2 separate regions of the Anas platyrhynchos genome follow, and region 2 is linked to region 1. A link is a contact called in public Hi-C data. All regions are on one chromosome and are shown on one strand. Each heading gives the region's core, a stretch centred on a gene start, on an enhancer-like site or on the middle of the called end of the contact. The rest is flanking DNA. Distances are from core to core; before and after follow the strand shown.

Region 1 (3,774 bases), core at 358-2,857:
TTCTTGTACGTCTTCCACTCCAGACCCTACAACCATCTTTGTAGCCCTCCTTTATGCAGTGTCTGATAGTTTTATGTCCTCCTTATATTGTGGCACCCAAAACTGCACACGATGCTTGAGATGAGGCCACACAGCGCAAAGGACAATCCCTTCCCTTGCCTGTCTGGTAGTGCTGTGCCTGATGCACCTCAGGTTAGCCCTTTGGGCTGCCAGGGCACAGTGCTGGCTCATACTAAACTTGCCATTGACCAGCACCCTCAGATCCCTTTCTGTAAGGCTGCTCCCCAGCCTCTCAGCCCTCCATTCTGTACATATATCCAGGGTTGCCCTTCCCAGGTGCAGAATCCATCACTTTTTCTTGTTAAACTTCATACTATTGGCGATCACCCAGCTCTTTAATTTGTCAAGATCTCTCTTCAAGGCCTCTCTAACCTCGATGGAGTCAGCTGCTCCTCCCAATTCAGTGTTATCTGCAAACTTACTTAGTGTACCTTAAAGTCCTGCGTCCAAGTCATTTATGAAAACATTGAAGAGAACTGGCCCGAAAATGGAGCCCTGCAGACCCCTCACGTTTCATGGTGTTTAATACTGTCAGCTTTCAGCTGTTGATACAGGTTGGATAACTTTTGGACTGAAACTTACTATTCAGTCTTAAAACACCCACTGGTTAATAGGATCCTCTAAGTTTTCTGCTATCTGCTGTCTGTTGGAATAATACCCTGGAAATCAGATCCCATTAGAAAAGCCTGCTCTTTCTGAGGTAACATCTCACAGCTGTTCAGTGGCTGTCAAAACTGGAAGGTATCATAGGTTTATGCTCTCGTTGAGGCTAAACTGAACTGCAGGTGAATGAATTACATCCCTCCATCAGAGCCTGAAGTAATTCAGTCAATCTCTTGGCACCAGTTCCTGTAGACATACTCTAAGGTCTTCCTGTGTCACAAGCTGTCTTGCAACCATGTTACTTTCTGGATCAGCACAGATAAAATCATATTTTTCTTGCATCCACCTACAATTGTAAAATACTCCAGACTGATAATTCCAGGGCTGGTAAATGCATGGATTGTTGTGGTTACCAAGAATGGAATGTTTTTATTTCCCAACAAAAACTGGAGTTCTTCTTTCTTTACTGACTTCAGTGCACATGATCCCTTATCACATGCAGAAGTGGTGTTACATGAGGCAACATTGGCTCCTTCCTGCTTTCAGCTTTTTTCCACTCTTTATCTTTTCCTAGTTTATTTTTTCCTACTTAAATGTTTGTGCCCTAGAAAATAGGCACCCAGCTGTTGTTCCTGGTTATTTTTTTTGATACTTTATCATAGATTTGATTACAGTGGTCCGTATAAACTGCAATGATTGTCCTGTTGCTCATAGTATTGTCCTATTGCTCATCACGAAGTTGTGTAAAGCATACTGTGTTTTTATTATGTTGTTCAGTCAGGTGATCTTTTAGTTGACCAGTTCTTATTATAAAATATTTGTAATAGCGAGCGAAAGATTCACTTCTTTGCTGGCACCTGAACAAAGGGACAAAATAGTTTTGATCTCTCCCATGTGATAACAACGGTTGCACAATCTTTAGCCTTTCTTTGTGGTTTCTGCTTTCTGTTGCTGATTATGACCAAGTTTGTTCACATCATGTCAGTATGTGATGAAGGGCTTTATAACCCAATTGCTAGATACAGTGCCAGAATTTTGCAATGTTATTTATGCTTGTGATGTTTTTTTCAGCATGTTGGCAATTCTTTTTTTTTTTTTTTTTTTTTTTAATTTCTTTCCTTTTTTTCTGGCTCCTGGGATTGCTTTGAGAGAATTGTTTGAGAGAGCCATTCTGGTTCTCTCAAACTGACATTCTGCAAAGACTGCATGCAGACTCAGAGTTGAAAATACCTATTGTGCCTCCTTGTCAATTATGTGAAAAACAAAGCTGGATTGATGGTACTCATACGTATTTATTATATTCTTAACCATATCATTACAACTGAAGGCTGACGAGAGGAAGTGTAGTTTCTAACTCTAGCTGTATGGTGGTTTTGTATGCTCACTTAGTAACTAGTGAGAGGAAATGACCAGCTCAGACATACATTGTGACACTAGATATTTACAAAAATGTGTTTTTTTATTTTATTTTTTATTTATTTTCCCCCTCCATCAAAGTATGAAGAGCAAATGTGAAATAGATTGTTTGCATATGTAATATTTTGCACATCTGGTTAGATCTATGCATTGTTTAAACAAAATGTTATAGGTTTAAAGTGTAGCATTTCTTTTAAATATCATTGTCTTTGACAATACATCAGGCTGTAGTTTTGCCTTGGATGCTGCATTCCATGGTGAAACAAAGAATTTGTATTTTTATTTTCCAGTTATTATCTGAAGATCAGCTCCTTGTGCCCATATACCCTGCATGTCCAGCACAACCGTATTTCACAAAATGACTGGGTGGGTGGGGAGACAGATATGCATGTTCACCATCCTTTTGAGTAACAGACAATTTCAGAATGCATTACTGCTATTCAGTACCGGAGTTAAATAGAAATCTCTCTGGTCTGCAATTCCTGAACCAAAGAAAAATCTTAACACATGGAAAGAGCATGACTTCTCTCATATGCTTTTTATTGAAATTATTGAAAATCACTCTTGCAATGTCAGTGGCAGATGTCTAAAGGCCAGCAAGCTTCTGAAAATGTTAATGTAATTGCAAAATGAGAGTAGAACAGGAAACCAGTACAATGGTTGTTCTTAAAGCCACCTTTCAATCTCTAATGTGCTGAATTTAGACTTCGTGTCTGTTGCTGGTATTTTAAATTAGTGAAGGTGAGTTTCTGGCTATGTATCCTAAGCATTTCTCAAAGGCTGCGTATCTGAGCAGCTATGTTTGTAACTCTTTCCATATAAATGCTTCACTTTGTTTTGGCTAGGTCAGATTATTATTTTTAATAACTTTTCAAGTATGCATATTACTTGAGGATTTTTGTGCTGCTTTTTGTCACTGAAACATGCCATTTTTAAAAAATTTTTGAAAATATTTTTTCACGTAGCTGATACTTGATTCATCAGTTTTTACAACGATAAAGTCTGAGTTTCACTCCTAAACTGATAGTGAAACTGCCCCAGAGCTCAGGCTTGATATACTCATGGAGGAGGCAGCTTATTAAACTTCTCTAGAGGTTTGTGCATCATGTCATACAAACAAATCAACTAAAAGTGAAGATTTTGCACAACTGTTCTTTTGAGCAGCATGTAGCAAACAGATGTGAGCCCATGTTTGTTAGAATAGATAAATAGATGCAGGAGTGGGTAATAAGCTATCTGGCCAAGTGTTTTTTTTATTTATTTATTTTTGAATGTGCTGATTGCCACTTTCTTTTACAGCATAAAGATTTTTGAAGAGTGACTTTATATGGCATTTTTACATTACTATGGATGACAATGGAGATGTCCTAATATGGCAATACTAAGTAATGAGCAATAATCAGTATGGCACGACTTTTGCTTTTCAGTTGCTAAGTAATATTTTAATTTAAATGGTTTTATTGGTAAATTGCTTCCAATTTAAACGTTTTAAATGGTAAACAGCTTCCTGTTAAGTGCGGTGTAGCTGAAGAAACCAGGTAGAGTATGTGCGTGTTCCATCTTCTTGTGGGAAGTGAACAGACCATTAAAACTGATGGCATGTCATGGATATTGGAGTGTTTTAGAACATTTGTGATTGGAACTAACCATGCACATTAGGCTTTGAAAGTAAAAATAGGTGGTTCTTCAGTGGGA
Region 2 (3,774 bases), core at 376-2,875, 58 kb before region 1:
GTTGACTGAGTTATCACAACTGATTTTTAGCAGGAGGAACAAGGAGTTCGGGAGTGCAATGAAGAGGCCAGAGAAGAAATTGTGCTCACAAGAAATGCAGTAACAGGACAAGACTTAGAGCTTCTCGCTTCTCCCCGCATCAAGGAGTTGTGCCATGAAGTTCATACCCCTAGTTGTTGGTATAACCTGCCCAACAGCTCATCTTCTGCTCTGCAGGCATCCTTTTTTGCCTGTGGTTGTAGCTGCGTGCTGCGGTGTGCCAGCCCCAGCTCCCTGCAGCAGCAGCTGGTGTGCCTTGTGCGTGCAGTGAGAGCCGCGGCCGGCACGCGAGCGCCTGGCTGCTGCCTCCACGAGCAGCAGCACAGAATTCGGGGGTGCCGCAGGCTGGTGGTGCCTCCGTGATGTGTCCAGGTTACCTTGGTGAAGTGTGTGCCCCAAATCTCTTCTGGATCCGTTACCACAGTCATTAGAAAGCTCCTAATTAAACTCTTATCTGCATAATGAGACACGCAAGCTGTGCTGCACGGTGTCTCGGGCTCCTTAGTTTTTCTTGTGAAGTGCTCACCTAACTCATTTCCCATCTGCTTCCTGCCCTTCTCTCCCTGGCAGGTGGCTCCAGGGCTCTGAGGTCAGTTGAGCAGCCTGCAACCTGAGTCCTTCTTGTCCCCAATGTCCTGATTCATTTGGGGAACCCACGCAAAGGTGGAGCTGGCGCAGCCTCCAGGGGATGTTTCATTGCTACCTGAAGCCATTGGCAAGGAGGGTGTGAGAGCGGTTACAGAAGAGCAGATCTGTATCTGCTTTTTCCTGGATTAGAAATGAGAACAATACAAAATGTAAATAATGTGGCCATGTACTGCTGCGCTTGGTTTCTTATGAGGGAATAGAGGATAGCTGAAGGTGCTGGTTAGGGAGGAGGTGCAGGTTCCTGGAGAAGGACGCTCTTGGAGAAATGATGAGGTGGCGTGCTCGCTCTAGCTCTTGCTCTTCTTTGATTCCCATGTTTTAAAACTCTTAGAAGTTAAAATAAATAAATACAACAAAACAACTGAGAACCTTTATTACCTGATATCTGAGGAGCTCTACCACGGAGGCTGTAAGGCAGGAATAAAAATGAAGAGACTTCAGCCCCTAGGACAGCCTTCAGTCAGTTACCTGTAGAGCAACATCTCAGGCTCTGCCTCAGGGAATGAATGGGGAGGGAGAGGTGAGTCAGGAATCTGGCTGTGGGAGCGGGAAGACAAATGCTGCAGCTCGATCCCAGCTGCTGGGTTCTGAGCAGCCCAACAGGAATTATGGAAAAACCCCTGGAACAACAACAAAAACAAAGCATTTTAAGTAAGCGCAGCGCAGGTGATTCACTGAGTAGCAGCAGTTCTGTAGTGAGTAGGCTGAAAGCAGACCCTGAGAAAGCGTTTCCTGACATCTGATCGAGCTTAATAACACTGAAGGGACTGTGGTGAGCCTTTCGTGCCTCTCTTGCATCTGCAGGAGCCTTTCTGGCCGGGACAGGTTCTAAAAGAGCGACCCGGGGTGGCTGAATATCCGCCTGTAGGACTCGGCTTGTTTTAAGCAGCACAGCTTGTGGTCGCTGGCGCCTGTGATAAGGGCTCTGCGGAAAGCACAGCTCTCAAATCAAGATCAAGCCCGACCACACAAAGGGGCCCGGTACGGCAGCCTCGCTCAGAACCTAACTCTGACACTGAGTGAGCTCAGGATTGCTGCGTGGAGTCGATGTGCAACAACTGGCTGTTGGAAACAGTGAGGAGCAGGTTGGTAACATCATAAAGTACTCCGAGATGTGGACTCGGATTTGATGTAGATGGTGTGAATCAGTTCACTTCCCTCTGTTAAATTAAGCCTTAGAAATGTCCTTCAAGGTTCAACACAGACATTTTTATCTAAGTTTGTTTAAATAAGGTAATGATGCTGAGGCAGGAGCATGAAGACCCTTGTCTTTGTTGTGAATAAAAGCCTCACTGCTAAGTGGTGGCATGGCGAAGCGTGGTGTGCTTACCTCAGGATTTGCAGGAGGAGGTCTCCAAATCAGAATTAAAGCTGCAGAGATCTGTTTTAAAGGACAAAACGTTCAGGAGAACACAGTGATTTTTCTCAAGTACAGCTGGTAGCCTAAACATCCAAAATTCAAGTCGGGCTTGGAAAAAAACCCGCGCGTGTTCTGCGAACGTGGAAGCACACAGCTAAAGGTCACTGGAACAATCTGCCTGTTTTTCTGGGAGTGCTCCGTTCTGTGTGCCTCTAACACCTTGTGTACAAGATGTTGACATTTGAATAAAAGACACTTGAGAATTGCAGTAAAAAAAAAAAAAAGCCTCAATTCATTACTGTGTGTGAATACCGTGTGCAACTGGGAGCTCGGCCTACAAAGGGCTCTGGATTGCGCTCAATCCCCTGATTGCCCCTTGTGTTTCTGGCCTGGATGTGGTTCCTGGGAAAGCCAGGACCTCGTCCTGCGAGGGAGGAGCCTTGCTGCAGGTGTGCTTGCAATTACAGACACTGGATAATCCCCCAGTGAAGCCTCCGAAAATCAGGTTTCGTGACCCCTGTTGTTCTCACGGAGCTACTGTGCGAGGTACGGAGCATGGGAAGAGAAATGGAGAAAGCTCTGCCTGCCGGGCTCCAGCACAGCGAGACTGCAAATGTGTAACTCAAATCTTATCTAACTTTTTGTATTTGAGCTGTCTGCTGTCCCAGCTCTTTGCTTTTTGAGTGAACGTCAGTCCTGTTTGAGCAGGGTTGAACAAAACAACCCCTCATGAGGAAATGTGCTCTCGCTGCAATGTGCTTTTAGGTTCATTCAGGTCTCTGTAAGCTTCCAGGTGAGGTTTTTATGACTACCAGATGAGTGTCAGATAACCAAATGCTCAATTCAGAAACAAAAAAGGACCTACTGCAACACTGAAACCTATGTGGGTAGAATCCCAGACACATGTAAGGGGGAAAATAGCACTGGGTCTGCATTTCCGTCAGCCTGTGTGAGACCAGAGTGGCTGCAAAGCAGAAAATAGTCACGAATGGCTTGATAAACTAATTTAGGCAGATGGAGAGAGACACCAAGAAAAACTTTGGGCTGGTGGGTGATGAAACAGCTGGTCAGGGGACACGCAGCAGGAGAACCACCTCACGGCTTGGCCTGCAGCATGACGGGAGGGCAGATTCAAGCTATTGCCACCGAGGGCTGTGACAGACACGTTTTGTGCTTTCCTCCTGGAAGGATGCTGATTATGAACAAGGTTAAGAAAGCCACTGGAGTACCACTTAACTTCGTGCATTTCTTTATTGGAAAGAGGATGGTGATGGGAAGATACAGCTGGAGGATCCGAAAAGGTGAAACGTTGCAAGCTGCCTGGGGACAGCTTTGGAAGCTTAGTGGCTCTCAGGGGGTGTGTATTGCTCACCAAGATGCTCTGCCAGCAATTAAAGTATCTGACGTGGCCCAACAGAACACAGGAAGCCCTTGGCAGTAAGAATATATTCTCTGAAAAATCAAAAATTAAATGATGAATGTTGAGAAGAATTACAGTAATGGTAGGCTAAGTATAAAGACATGATGGGATAGCCATCTGGCAACCCCCTCCCTCTCCCATAACCCCTCAAAGCCACACACAAGCCCAAATTCCAGTCTTGAAAACCTACTTGAAGGGCATGAGGGCATGGCATTCTGCTCCCATTTTCTCCTCTCTTTTCTGATCCATCTGTAGCATGACACAGTCTGTAGGACCAGGGGATCACTGAGCTGTAAGAGGGGTGTCT

Evidence for each region. A called contact is a pair of places that touch in the nucleus more often than the background predicts.
Region 2: a Hi-C map of skeletal muscle shows a contact between it and region 1, with 6 times the contacts expected there. The contact joins two enhancer-like sites. A contact is called at or near these places in 5 of 8 Hi-C or Micro-C datasets (F1 follicle, liver, skeletal muscle and 2 more).

What each region holds. Positions count from the first base shown.
Region 1 is chr1:186,156,709-186,160,482 of IASCAAS_PekinDuck_T2T, reverse strand. All of the region lies in intron 9 of CDK8 (cyclin dependent kinase 8), which reads left to right. Among named protein-coding and RNA genes, the nearest start is that of WASF3, 48 kb to the right of the region's middle. Within about 2 kb of position 1,607, at least 1 of the 8 cell types and tissues checked has an H3K27ac peak or open chromatin away from gene starts, as enhancers often do.
Region 2 is chr1:186,214,327-186,218,100 of IASCAAS_PekinDuck_T2T, reverse strand. The region is part of intron 1 of CDK8 (cyclin dependent kinase 8); the gene reads left to right. Among named protein-coding and RNA genes, the nearest start is that of CDK8, 5.9 kb to the left of the region's middle. Within about 2 kb of position 1,625, at least 3 of the 8 cell types and tissues checked have an H3K27ac peak or open chromatin away from gene starts, as enhancers often do.